Regions from separate parts of the Mus musculus genome. Here region 1 is linked to region 2. A link is a contact called in public HiCAR-type data. All regions are on one chromosome and are shown on one strand. The core of a region is the stretch at or near the end of the contact, and the rest is flanking DNA. Distances in the headings are between cores, read along the strand shown.

Evidence for each region. HiCAR-type assays count read pairs that join an accessible place to other places.
Region 1: a contact with region 2 is called in a HiCAR-type map of astrocytes, with 5 times the contacts expected there. The contact joins the promoter of Apool here to the promoter of Hdx in region 2. A contact is called at or near these places in 6 of 39 promoter capture datasets (cranial neural crest, embryonic stem cells, frontonasal cranial neural crest and 2 more) and 4 of 115 datasets of contacts at active chromatin or transcription factors (astrocytes, cardiomyocytes, embryonic stem cells and 1 more).

The regions. Positions count from the first base shown.
Region 1 is chrX:112,309,574-112,313,026 of GRCm38.p6, reverse strand. It overlaps Apool (apolipoprotein O-like), which reads right to left and starts at 1,675. Exons shown (of 9, transcript NM_026565.3): 1 at 1,591-1,675. The coding sequence starts at 1,605.
Region 2 is chrX:111,694,935-111,698,407 of GRCm38.p6, reverse strand. Hdx (highly divergent homeobox) reads left to right here and starts at 1,329. Exons shown (of 10, transcript NM_001080549.2): 1 at 1,329-1,441.

The sequences.
Region 1 (3,453 bases), core at 426-2,925, 610 kb before region 2:
CACAGCTTTGACCATTGGCCAGATGTATTAGCCAAAATAATTGGCAAGTTATATCTAAAGTAACTACTATGTTCTACCAGGGATAAATGTTTCATGGCTACTCTGACCTTCATCTAACTTTGATGCATCTTTCTGGGTTTTGATTTCAAAACTGTGTATTTCTGAACTTGGGGACCAAGAAACTTTTCAGAACCACAGCCCTGCTCGTGATTTGGCCACCAAGAAAGGACTTAAAAGTTTTAATTAATTAATCAAAAACTTTCTCATGTGGATCAGTACAGTTGTCAAGGACACACACTTAGAAGAGCCATTCTGTGTTTACCAAAAGAAGCAAGCATCTCCTACCAATGGCCTACACACCACACCCTACCCAATACAAAATTGTAAACTATTTAAACATTGTAAAAATATTATTTGGGGCTTTTTTTTTTTTTTTTTTTTTGGTAACTTGATTGTGATTCTCCAGGATAAACTTTGTAGAGGTCAGGTGGGGTTGCATTATCAAAAGGTTGGTCAGACGTGCATGCTAGAAATTAAATAAGAATGGGCAAGGGCACTTTAGGAATTGCAGAAAGAGCAGGTAAATGGGGCATGAAGAGATAAAGTAGGAAGTTAAGTACACAGGAGAGGGTTCTTGGGTGACAGGAGAGGAAGCTGGAGTGCAGAGGCTAGGTGAAGTGTTGTTATCTAGAAGGGTAACCTGACCCCTGAGAGCTGATAATGGAGTGCCTATAAAGGCTTTAAAGTAGCAGGGCAGAGTCTCATTTTGATATAAGTACTATGGCAGCACAGGAGAAAATGGATTCCATCAGAGCAATGGAGTGGGTAGAGTCCAGTTAAGAGAATGGTCCGTAGTTTGAAAGAAAGTATGAGGTCCCAAACTAGAGAAATGCAGTGAAGAATGGGAAATATTAAAAGTCAATGTCCTCTGATTGAATTAATAACAATCTTATAGCCTTCAAGCCTAACAGAGTCATTACATACCTTTAAAAAAAAATACATGCGTTAAGTATTTGTAAACTGATGTTGAAACCCGAGTCGGCTGACTTGTTTCCTTTACCCCCGATTTCTACACAAAAGCACCTTTTCTCATAAAACTCCAAAGAAACTGGTTATTCGACGGGGAATAACACTATGTATAATCCCACTCACAACACAGATTCTGAGAAATCTCTACTTTTGTCTGTTTTGCCCACAGCTAATTTTTGAAGGAAGTCTTATGTCCCGGTCTGGGAGCCCCGCCCTGCACACCAAGACAGCGCCAAACTTTTGTTTTGTTTTGTTTCCTTTTGTTTTGTTTTCCTTCTCCAGAGAGGCGAGTGGCCAGGCCTTCCTCATCACTCACTCAGCGGGTTGCGGGACTAAAGCCCCGCGGTGTAAACAGTTACCCGCAGGGATTAAGGAGAAGGCGAGGGAGGTTTGTTGAGACTGCAAAGATTAAAGACTCCGATCCTCATAGTCTCATCTCCAGGTCGCCACTTGCTGAGGGGCTCCCTCCATGAGTTACGATAGACGGTCCCTTCTATAATTATTGTAATGCTTGGGCTCAGAGCGAGCGGGGAGTGGAAAACTAAGTTTCTTTTCACTTACCCTAAAGGCCGCCATACCTATGACCCTCTCGGCTCAAGTTTTCAGACGGAGAGCGCAGAGGGACAAAGCAGTTCACTTTGCCTTGCGTCACCATAGCCCCGCCCCTTTACGCTAGGAGCCCGCTGGCCCTGCCCTTTCCCCGCCCTCCTGCCATTGCTTTTGTAGGCGCCAAAGTCAATTGGTTAGCACTTCTTCAGAGCAAAGGGCCTATCTTTGCGGTTGACATTCCAGTCCTCATACATCTAACCTCTAAGAATAGTCTCCACACTCCAATTAGAAATTGTTTTCTTGGGTGAATGACTGGGTGTTTACGGGATTTGTCTAGATAAGAACTTAAAACTCAACTGCCTTAATAAACAACCATATAGTCTGTCACAAGAGCAGGTCACCACTGCAATCCTTGAGGCAATTCAATTACATTCATTCTAGAACTGTCACTAAACACCAATTCTGTCAGGAAGTTGCTCACAGTACACTACAAAACCTACATACAGCACCAAGAGAAAATGACAAAAAAATTTTAGAAAGGCCTCAACACTATTCAAGAAAACAGAACCTTGACAAGACGGTTCAGCTTGTAAGAAGTACTTACTGGCTGACAAGCCGGATGGCCTAAATTTCACACACACACACACACACACACACACACACACACACACACAGAGAGAGAGAGAGAGAGAGAGAGAGAGAGAGAGAGAGTAAATAAAATGTATTAAAAGTGTAAAAGTAGAAGCTATCTGTTGAGAAGGAATGGAGTTTTCTAGTTCATACAGATAGAAGGCGCTGATAGGGTGATTTGAAGAAAGTCATGAGGAATATAGGCAAGTGGTCTATGCAAAAGTAATATCAGGAACAGAGAGTGGTAGGTCCCAACAATGAAAAAACAAACATACCACAACAGGGGCTCTCTGTGTCACTATAACTAGTGTGGATTGTTTGCTTTTGTTTTGTTTTATCCTTTTTTTTTTTAGTTGCCTGTTTGTATTCCAAAGATGAAGGCATGGAGTCGGGGTCAGAGGTGGCAGAATCTGGGAGGACATGAGGGAGGGAAAACTGTGATCAGAATATATTATATGGAAATTCCTAATTAAAAAAGAATAAAAAGAAATGTAATTGGAAGGCTTTTAGCATTGGTGTGACTTGATCTAAAATACATTATAAAATGATGATTATGATGTTCCCAGGAGACTAGATTGTGAGGAGGTATATTATTCTCTGTAAGGGTACAGGCTCCCTGAGGCCTCTGTGAATAATTCGGAGACAAAGAGTGTCCATTTATGTTCCCATTAACTTCACAGTATTAGGTAACTGCATTCACTTATTCATTTAATAAATATTTAAGTGTAAACTATATACTAAGCATTAGTGGTATACTAAACATATTTGATACTTAAGGCAGGTTCATTTTTAATGAATATATAATGAAATATATTATTAAGTTATTAAATAAATAACAATGGTCATGAATAAAAGACTAAAAGTTTTTAATATTTTTTTACACTTAAAGTACAGCATACATGTTTCTAATAAAATATCGATATGAAATATAATATTAAATCAAGTAAATTCTATTATATAAACTATAAATAAAATAGTGAAAAATATTTAAATTTTTCATGAATTTATTTTCCTGATAAGAATAAAGCTATTTATACAATTTCAGTTTCTGGTTTTGAGGTTTAACATTTTTAATTACATTATCGAAATCTAATATTTGTGAATATTCAACAGGTGCTTTGAGGAGGTTTTAAGTGATTCTATTTGTTCATTGTTAATTGACATGCACTTGTCAATAATTTTAATACTAATAAAATTTTCACAATTAACAGTAAAGATGCAATTTGGGATAACTGTGAATAAGCA
Region 2 (3,473 bases), core at 80-2,579:
AACTACATATATGGAAAAATGCTACAAATACATTGTTTAGGATATGTGTGGGGGGGGGGTTGTATGCAGTTGATAAGAATTTACATTTTATAGTATCTGGGAATGGAAGATATTGAGAAATCTAGAGTTGTATGTGAATTGAATTGTGTTTGATAAAAATTATCAGAGATTTTTTTGAGGATCTTTGATTCTAGAGGTTGATATCCCTTGAACCACAAAACTTTTGGTGGCTTTTAATTGAATCAAAGTTTTCTGTCTATTTTTAAAGGTTTTTATTTTCAGCCTATTTAATTTCACACTAGTTCTTACTATATACTCTTCATTGGTCAAGTTGGTTTTATTATATATATATATGTATATATATATATGTGTGTGTGTGTGTATATATATATACATATATATATATTCTCTTCAGTTGCCTATTCCTTTCCCCCTTTAAGACAGTTGCATTTTATCTTCATATCTTCTTTTAACCAACAATCAAATTAAAATATTAAAATAGAACGCTTCCCCAACGTTCCTATCTTACTGATGCCTTCATTCATAAAACAATGTAGTCTTTAATAACAGAACATAAGATCATATATTTTATTTTATTGTTGTCAATGTTTACTGCATGCTAATTCTATCTTCCAAATGGGATGGCAAATTCTGTAACAGTAACTAACCAACAAATTATATATCTCTCATGTCACCCAACAAATTTTGGTAATGCATCAAGTGTTGCCAATTTAACATAAGGCTTGCCTTTATTTTTTTCCCTGTAATTCACAGGTGATTGCCCAGATTTGTTTTTCTGACAAAACAAGGATTGAAATTAAGTGAATTAAGTCCATTTAGTGCCTTAGTGACCACAGTCAACCATTTACAAATAAGTACACTCATTCTTATTGGAAAAATTCCAAAGGGTCTTTGGAAACATTGATTTTTAATAACATTGCTTATATACCTGTCAAATGAACCTTTATGCTACTATTCAGTTTTGGTAATGGAGAAAAATTTTTCTCAAAGCAAATCTCAAGTTTGAAGACCAGGCATCACTTGACTCAAAGGATTGTCATGAAACTACTACAGGCACAGGGATGCTGGATGTTCACAGCTACCCAGGGAGAGAAGAACTGAGAGGCCCCCCGCCACAGATTTAGCAGATAAGTGCCAGGAAGAGGCAGCCCTACTACAGGAAGCCACTTCTCCTCCCCTCCCTCCCAACTCTTGGGTTCTGGGCTGAGGCCAGGGACTGTCCGGAGCTGATCTCGGGCTCTCATTGGCCGCTGTCTTTGGTGACGTCACGATCATGATGAGAATTGATGATCGGACACGCTGATTTCATTGTCTGAGGCGGCAGTGGAGACCCAGGAAAAAATCTTGCGGACTCCGCCTGCTCTGGCCCTGGTCTCATCTTGGAACCTCTGATCTCTTTCGTGACCGCACCACGCCCGAGGTAAGCGCCTAACCTGACTGTCTGTGAAGGGCAAAGGAGGACTTTCAAGACCCTGGGATAATGTGCCCAGTAGGGGGCCCGTAGGGTCTGTGGCCTAAAGATACAGCCAATAAATTGGTGCAGCTTCTAGGAAGCCAACTTCCTCTACCCTCCAAGCAAAGGCTGGGAAGAGCATGAAATTAGAAAGGAGCTGAGGATGGGGATACTGTGGGTATTGCCACACAGTGCAGGACCTTGCTCTGAAAGAGGGCGATGTCTGGGACTTACTACTGGCCAGATAGTAAGAGAAACTGGCGCCTCTGCTTCTAAAGAAAAGACAGGATTGAATTCTACCACTTCTAGATTTCACTGGACAGTAGATTTCTCATAGCCCCACTCAAATCGCACCGAGGACGCTGCGCCTGCGCATAAACACTCTGATTAGAGGGGAGGGGGGAGGTTCACTGCAGAGAGAATGGGCTTGGAAGTTGCGCAGGCGCCTTTTCTCTTTAGCTGGAGGGGGAGGGGCTGAGCTGTGTCTGAACTGAATAAGGGAAAGGTTAGGGATTTGGCCTTGAGATGTTTCAAGTGCCATTTGAAGTGAGGGATCTGCTACTGATTTTTGCATTTGGCCTACTGAGTGTACTCAGCATCAAAATAAGACTGATAAATTTGAGAAAGCAAATTCTTACTTTAAAGATATGTCTATGGAAAGGAAGGAAATTGAAGAACTTGCAGACTAAAGTTCTCAGTTATAAAGAAGAGTTAAAGATGTGTGTGGGGGGATTGTATACAATAGTTTTAAAAATAAATCTAACTTTCAATCTTCAAAGAGCTTAGGTGTGATATGACATTCAGTAATTTGGCGCATCACTTTGAAGACTTAGAAATATATTTACTCACTTGTCTGTCTTTTCTTCATGTTTAGCCCCATCACATAAAGCTTTTACCTCTATCTCAGATTTGATATTTTCCTTCTTTCTTCTTCTTGGGTGTTTCTATTAGAACCATCTAAGTCAAATCTTATTTCAAGAGACTTTCTCTAGCATCCATTAATTGGGACGGACTATGTCACCCCACTGTTTGGAGGAATGATCAGCCCCTCTGTCCTTGGGGAAAGATTGTATTGTTGGATTATTAGTCCCTGCCATGATCTCATCATTTACTCCCATTTTACAGGGAAAAATTGGGATTTTCTCCAATTTTTAAAGTGAAGATCTTGTTAAATATTGGCGACTTTTCCTTTGTATGTCTTCTCATACCATTCTTCACCTGCTCCTCAGTCTTCTCTCTTATACTCCTCTGGTAACTAAAGGAGCTTCCTAGCCAGCATATTCCTTTCACCATATAAAACTACCTGTCTGTGAACACTACTTCAATATTGTTTTCTCTAACAAGAATATCCTTGGCTTCCTATTATCCATTTTTTCAAGCTACTTCCTGTTATCTATTATTCCAAGTCAGATTCTACCTAGATTGCAAAAGAACAACGAAACCTCAATCTAGCCTTTTTGAATGGTAGCACCTTATCTTTCTTCAATGTAAATTTCCCTACTGTTTCTTGAACAATTTTGCTTCTCACACCACTATCACCACTTTTTCCTAGGCAACTTTCTATTCTACATAATTTAAATCTTGTCTTCGTTGGAACTGCTGTTCAAATTAGACCACCTATAAGTGTCTTTCAAGTACAATGCAGTGGCTGTATAGGTCAACTTCCCTAAAATTCTGACATCTGTTCTTTGATTTGCCACTTTCTTCTACCCTGTTGTCTACCATCTTACTTTGTGCAGTGTGTGTGTGTGTGTGTGTGTGTGTTATGTACTCTTTAACTGGACTTTATATCCTTAGCGGTTGAGAATATACCAGCCAGTTCTTTACTATCTTCCCACACACCTAGCTGACTAATGAAAACAGCTATAGTAACTTCACTTCTTTTTTCTTTAGGAAACAATCCCCTGGGGAGCTTAGTAATATTGTTTTGGAGAGAACTATACACACACACACACACACACACACACACACACACACGTCAATTTTAGTCATCTTTAGT